Linked DNA regions of Gossypium hirsutum: region 2 is linked to region 1. The links are chromatin contacts, called in public Hi-C maps. All regions are on one chromosome and are shown on one strand. Each heading gives the region's core, a stretch centred on a gene start, on an enhancer-like site or on the middle of the called end of the contact. The rest is flanking DNA. Distances are from core to core; before and after follow the strand shown. Region 1 holds the start of LOC107935860. Region 2 holds the start of LOC107935852 (protein CHROMATIN REMODELING 4).

Region 1 (3,695 bases), core at 708-3,207:
ATCCTTTTGTGAACTATCTTTATGTTTGTAATGAAACACTTGTTGAGCTTAGGTCTATTTCGTTGGCTAATGCCACTAGTTCTATTTTGTATCAAGCCTATGCTACGACGATTTAGTAGTATATGCTCCGCTGGATAAGTAATTATTTACTTTCTTTATCTTTTCACTTGTTTACTTTCTTTCTTTTTCTCCTTACTACTTTTAATCCAAACAGTGTTAAATTATACCCTAATTCTCAGTTTGATAATTATTATTTTTATTAGAAGTGATACTTAAATTATTATTTTATTTATAGTGAATCTTAGTTCAGTGACGAAGTTGAGACCTAGAAATTTTAAAATTTTAGATTCGAGTGTCTCTTTTGAAATGTGTAGGTTTATCTTATAATTAATGTTGTCATTTGAATAAAAAAATAATATCATTTTATCTCATTTTACGTTAAAAATTGCATGGCATTCAATAAACTTGTATTGTGTGTTACAATTTTATTGAAAAATATTATTTTTTAATTATACGAAAACATAATTATTAGTTTAGTTAAAAAATTATGAAAATTACTAATAAAACTACAAATTTAATATGAAATTCTAGCACGTGGGATTGCAAACCTCAAGTTTGTCTATGAAGAGCAGATCTAATTGCGTTAGTGTGTATAATTGATTTCTTCTATTTAATACTAATTGATAGGGCCTAATTGGTAAATATTACAAGATCTTGTGCATTGGAATCCACGGTTATGGACCCATATCCATTAGTACGAAACATTTTCTTTTCCAAGTGAAATCCCCTAATATATGAAAGAGTGAAAAAAGTGATATTCGTTGTTGTGGAATAGGAAGTCTTCGTATATTAATACATGTATTTAATTTATTTGGGACCATTAGAGTGGGATCCACTTTTTGGGGAATATAAGTCGTAGCAATAACAAGAATATTTCTAGTAGAACATCTTTCACAGTCTTTGAAGAGATAGTTCACTAATAGACCGATGGATAAGTAATTTGCCTCTTTCACATCTAGATTATGAATGTTTAGAATCCATATTATGTAAGGAGACATTGCTTTTGGTAGTTCGAATTGGAAAGTAATATAAAATTGGTCTATTTTCGATATCATATCCATAATTAATACATTCATCATAGTTAGAAGTTTTAGACACATTCTGTAATGTCTTTCACTCTGAAATCATTTTTCTATCAAATTATACATTTATTTTGACAAGAAAAAAAATTGAATAAATATACTAGACATGAAAACAGAAAAGGAAAATTATGAGATGTGATGGTTGCTCACTTTATTCATTAACTATGATATTAGGAGTTCAATTTTTACCTAAGAAAATGAAACACGTTTCATGACTTTTATCTTTTTAAAAAATACTCGCAGCTAGAGGATTAGTTACCATGAACACCTTAGTTTCAACATAAAATAAAGAAAAGAATACCAACCATGAGTGAGTCGTCAGCAAAGCTTGTGTAATCTGGAACATTTGCCGGACTTGGCGATCGATAAATCTTAGCCCACAGGATTTGGCCAGGGGTAAATGAGCCCATAAAGCAAAGCTTGAAAAACACGGCCTACTTTACTCTCCATTTCAGTAACAGCCGTCGAAACTGTTTTTGGATAGTTTAGCACTATAATAAAACTGAAAATTAAAATATCAAAGAATTATTTTAAATGATTAAATATTTTTTAAAACATCAAAATTTAATTTAAGAAAAATATAAAATTAAGATAATCGAAATCATAAATTGTTCGCACAGCACTGACCAATTTCAGTCTCACCAACCCATAACCGTCCGTCTCTCACCGCGGGACCCACACCACCTAGATGAACACGCACAAACAAGTGCTCCGTGCATTCTACGCGGTCACCCTGTGCGTCGAGGGCCAAATTGCCGACGTTTTCAAGCAAATTGTAAAATAAAAGGAAGTTAAAAGAAGGGAAAAGAAAAGATTAAAAAAATAATGATTGCCGTGTCGAAAAGGTCGTAAAGAGGCAAAATTTTATAGATCTAGAAAAATACAAAAGAAAAATAAATAGAAAATTTAATAATAGTAAGATCAAAACCAACATATAAGAAAAAAGAAAAAAAGAAAAAGAAAAAGGACATGATAGAGGGAGAAAGAGAGACGACTCTCTAATCACAATCTTCGACGGAGTAAATGAGCGAATTTTAGAGAGAGAAAGTTAATAATCTTCTCCTTTGCTGCTTAAAAGTTCACAGCTTTCCCTTCTTGAGGTAAACATACTCTTTTATTTATTTATTTTATGGATTAGTGTGAGATTTTAGTAAAGTTTATAGCCTTCAATCTGTTTATGGTTTTCAGTTCCGATTCGAATTTATATTTCGATTTGGTTATAGGCGTGGTGATGGTTCTATTTGTACAGAAGTATAGTTTTTTTTAGTGTCTGATCAGTGCTGGAGAGAATATTTAGAGTTCTTTTTTTTTTTTAAAGATTAGACTGCCGACTCTCACTGCATGTTATTATTACTACTTAATTTCGATGTTGTCATTTCAACCATATAAATTATTTGTTTTATCATGGATTTAAGTAAATCGGTATTCAAGTTGGATTTGCCTTGTATGGGATCACACTTTGTGGGATTGATTTAAGTAGTTTCGTGGAATGTTTGTTTGATCTGCACCATTTCCTTCGCATATTTTTCTTGGAATCCGCGTTATTTATAATTCATGTTTAGGGTTCTAGATTTGCTTCAGATGCATTATAACTACTGCTTTGTATCTTCGATTCTTTTGTTTAACTTTGCCCCCCCCCAAAAAAAAAAAGTCTCAGATGTATGATTCAGTTGAAATGTTTTTTACAGCTTCAATTCTGTTCTCTGTTGCGTTAAAAGTTTTATTGAAAGTTGTTAGAAGGTGAGAATCCTAACAGAAAATTAACTTCAAAAATTCTATTATGAGGTTCTCAATTAAATTTAGGGTATTTGTGCTAAATATATGGTATGATCCAAGTGCAAGAATTACTTCTCCCGAAAAATTAGACTGGGTTCATTTATCTTGAAAAATATTGTGCTCTTTATAAGTTGTGGTTTGTATTTAATTCCATTTATGTGCATCAATATAATAATGCAATGCTTGATTGACCTTGTTTGTGAGGTTATTGTCTTTTAAACAAATTGGTTATTTATTAGTGTGGACGGTGTTGTTTCTTAAAATAGTTTATTGTAGTGGAATGGCAGTGCTAGTTTTTTCATTATAAAACTGTGCAAGTGGCTACAGATTGAATTGAGTTGTGTGTTTTTCTCTCAATAACTAATAGTGAATTCTCGTACAACCTTTCAGGCTCAAGTTAAGGTCTTTGCAATGCAAACTTTGCTGTTGGCTATGGCAGAATGCATGTGCTGATATTGCAGTAGCTGTGATAATCATGGCATATTGCCTTGGTTTTTTTTCCTGGAAAATTTTATCTAAATGGAGAGAAATCTAGGAAAAGGCTTAATGGATCAACAGAAGAACCATGAACAAATTCGATACAATAATATGGAAGCTGGAAATGAGACTCTTGAGTCTGCAAACCAAAGATTTTTCCATGATCCATCTAGTAATATTAATACTAACATCCGGCCTCCTGATTATAGTATGACGGCTGGAGCTAGACCAGTTTTGAATTACTCCATTCAGACAGGTGAGGAGTTTGCTCTGGAATTTATGCGGGAAAGGGTAAATCCC
Region 2 (3,695 bases), core at 568-3,067, 150 kb before region 1:
TATTACTCCAAAGAATGGTGAAGGATGCATGCAAACAGACTGAAAGCATTTCAGAAAAGCGGTTTTTTTTTTTTTTTAAAGCAGAGGGTAGGAAGAGGGAAATCATACTGAATTACTTAAAACATAAACTCATGATATTGAACACCTCATTTATTCCAGTTTCTAGACGAGGCCAAACAAACTCAACTTCAGATTAGTCTTTTGTAATTCAACCAACTTCAAACTGCCGCGAATAGGCAACATCACAGTTCACATTATTCTCAGTGCTTGTTTCTAAACTGTCAAAATTGAAGTACCAATATAAAAAAACCTAATTCAACTAAAGCAACAGAATCAATCCATGTAAATACCAAAAGAAAGTCACTATGGTTTAATTAAAAAGGTGAACATAATAGTCAAACCAAATCCAAACTCCATATTCTACATAGAGCAGAAGCAACAACGGAATCAGACAATATGACAGAAGTAGCATCATTAATCCAGGCATCATCTATGGGATAAAAAAAATGAAAAATCGGAAGTAACAGCATTTACCCAGGTTTGACACATTCTACACTCAATTCAATCAGCAACAAGAACAAATGCAAGCCTAAATCCCAGTGGTAAATTAGAACAGCTTGGGAAATGTAATAGCTAGGAGCCACTATCTAGTCTAGGAATGAAATAAAACATCTAAACCAAACAAATGACCATAAAATGCACAGCAAATTAACACGGAAAACGAGCCAAATTGAAGAATCAGTTTCGAAAATTCAATATATGCATAAAACGTTGAGCTTGCATTGAACTGAAAACCCCATTTCAACAAAACTCACCTGCAATGACAAACTCACTCACAGAACCCCAATTTCGGAATTACTGCAAAAGCCCACCAAATTTCAATCAAAGTATAAACACAAACCTCCCAAACATGAAAACAACAGAGAACATGCAATAAAACATCAGAATACACATAATAGACAGCTCAAGGCACCTAAATTAGAAAACCCCAAAGCTAAAAAAAGGAAATAAGTAATACCCAGATAGGAAAAGAAGCTTACCAACCTTGCTCGTGGATCAAAGAATCAAAACCAAGTGGAATAATATGAAGAGTAACAGATTGAGAGATGTAGTGAATAAAAACAGATGGAGGAGGAGAGAGAAGGGAGGGTATTAGGGTATAGCAAAGCAAAGAAAAGGGAGCGAAGAGAGAGAGATACGAGACAGAGAGAGAAAAGGCAAAGACACGAGAAAAAAATGAAAATAAATATAGAGAGAATTGACAAAAATAATAAAAATTAACCCCAACTCGAAAAATAAAAATAAAGAGAGAAAAGGTGTAAAGAGAAGGATAGGGGGTTTTATAGAGAGTGAAGAGAGCATACGATACGGATTCGCCGGGGAAATAGGGGACGGACGGGGTTACCACTCTGACATGGCAGCGCATGAGAAAGAGAGATATTAAGGAAAGGGAAAGCAGCCCTTCCTCCTCCCCTCTCTCCCTCTCTCCCTCTCTCTCCTACCTAACCACTGATGATGTGCCACGTGGCTTCACCAGACGCCACTTCCTATTTTGTTTGCCCTTTTTCTTTTTGTTTTTCTACATTCCTTGTCTATTTTTATTTCCTTTCTCTTCTCCCCAAGCCCAAAGCCACCACACCACTGCCCACGAAAGAACCTTGCTTTCCTTTCGCTCTCCTCTCCTCGTAATCGCCGCCATGCTTTGCCTTTGCTTTGCTTTGCTTGGACTTGGATCAGACCCCTCTTATTGTATACGCTGCTGTCTCTTATTAATATTATGCCTTCTTTTCTTTCTTTAATCTTTTTTTATTTCCTCTTACTCGGTTTTGTTTTGTTTGATTCCGACATTGCTTCGAGGTTTTTTTTTTTTTATCAATTTTCGTTTTGTTGAGATACTCATTAAATATTTTAATACCAATCTTCGATTTTCTAACGAGCACTTTTCTTGGTTTTAAGGGTTAAGCTTATAAGTATAACTAGTTATGTATAATAAAAACTAAGAGATTTATAATTTTTATAAATTTTAAAGTTTACTTACTAAATCTAATCCAGATTTATTATTTGCTATTTAACTACATTATCCGTTAAGCATTTAATAAGTGTAAATAATTTCAAATAACAACTTTAAAATGTAAAATGTATAAGTTTTCCTCCTTCCAATTAATTTTGAGTTGCTTTATCGAGATTAGAAGTAAAAAGGTTTCTAATTCAACGAATTAGGTCAATTCCAATTATGATTTACAAGCAATTTCTTTTACATCTTTAATTTAAGCTGCAGGTCCTATTTTGGAGACAGAAATCCCCTTATTAATATCAGGTCTGATTCCAGCATTAAATAGATCGATGAATAAGAATATTTGTTTATCTTTAATGAAAACTACGTTAGTAGGAATATATGTAATAACTTCTCTCGATTGGGTCTCAATTATTGGTAAAACAGTCATACTTCCTTCACCTAACTAAGAACCTAATTTAACGACTATTTCTAAAAGATGTGAATGCAAATAAAAATATTCTCTAGATAAGTTTTGTGACCCAACGATCTTCGTAATAGAAGAGACATTTGACACTTATCCTAATATTAAAAGACTTGTCTCGTCGTGACATTCTCTTGAATTCTCAAAACTTCTCTCACTAGATCCCTACAGTGACAAAGAACCCCTTGCCATCTCGGCTATGCTACTGGAAGTTCAAGGGAAGTCGGAATGGGGGAACACTCATATTGAGGTGGGTCCTTCTCAGTCCTCTCAATGTTCTAATGCCCACACCAGATATGGATCGAACTGTCTCACGACATTCTGAACTCAACTCATATACCACTTTAAAGGGCGAATAGCCCGATGTGTATTAATCAAATTTTATTTATTTCTTTCTTAAAATTTTTGAAAATTTCTGTAACGTTTCATTGATAATACAATTATAAAATTTAAACGTACTAATACATGATGCAATACATTCATCATATCTAATAAAGATTCTTAATAGTACACACTCAGTGACTAATAAAGGAAAAGTAAAAGGAAAAGTACTTAAGTAAAAGTGGATAATCATGTTAATTAAAATTTTATACATCTCTTGTCTAAGCTTATTCTCAAAAAAGAAGTTTCATAAAAAATGACAGCAACCTCTTCAGCCCGTCCATCTGTCTCCAATGCTCTCATTTCAATGCCTAGTTTTCCACTAAAATCTCACTCTGCTAAGAAGATTTACTACTTATATGAAGCCACTTATTTAAGAGTGGAAGGGAAAGTTCAGCTTACTGAACTTCCTATTGTAAATCTTTATAGTACTTATAAAAGACCCACCTTTTCTCCTGTAAAGAGTATCAAATCTTTGATCCAACATTCTCCAAAACAAGTTCGAGAATACGTTCAAGCCTCCAGATTTATAATAAATTTTAAAAAAAACATTATTTTGAAATTAATTTTAAACATAAATATCATAATAATAGATTGTGTAAAATTCTATTTTTATGTACAGATTCTAATTTAATTTTAATTATTAATTAGTGGATATGGATTGTTTGTTAAATTTAAATAATGTGACCAATTAATAAATCATTCAAATATTATTTTTTTTAAATATATATTTTTCAATTTAAATAGTATATTTAAATTCTAAAAATAGTGATAAATTTAAAAATAACTTTTTAAATGGTTTTAAAAATTACAATAGCTTTTTCAAGTAAAATTGTA

Evidence for each region. A called contact is a pair of places that touch in the nucleus more often than the background predicts.
Region 2: a contact with region 1 is called in a Hi-C map of leaf, with 2.5 times the contacts expected there. The contact joins the promoter of LOC107935852 here to the promoter of LOC107935860 in region 1. A contact is called at or near these places in 3 of 34 Hi-C or Micro-C datasets (all in leaf).

What each region holds. Positions count from the first base shown.
Region 1 is chrA12:9,356,542-9,360,236 of Gossypium_hirsutum_v2.1, reverse strand. It overlaps LOC107935860, which reads left to right and starts at 1,957. Exons shown (of 10, transcript XM_041082651.1): 1 at 1,957-2,242; 2 at 2,831-2,882; 3 at 3,309-3,695. The coding sequence starts at 3,438. It also overlaps the pseudogene LOC107922147.
Region 2 is chrA12:9,505,819-9,509,513 of Gossypium_hirsutum_v2.1, reverse strand. It overlaps LOC107935852 (protein CHROMATIN REMODELING 4), which reads right to left and starts at 1,817. Exons shown (of 12, transcript XM_041082671.1): 1 at 1,041-1,817.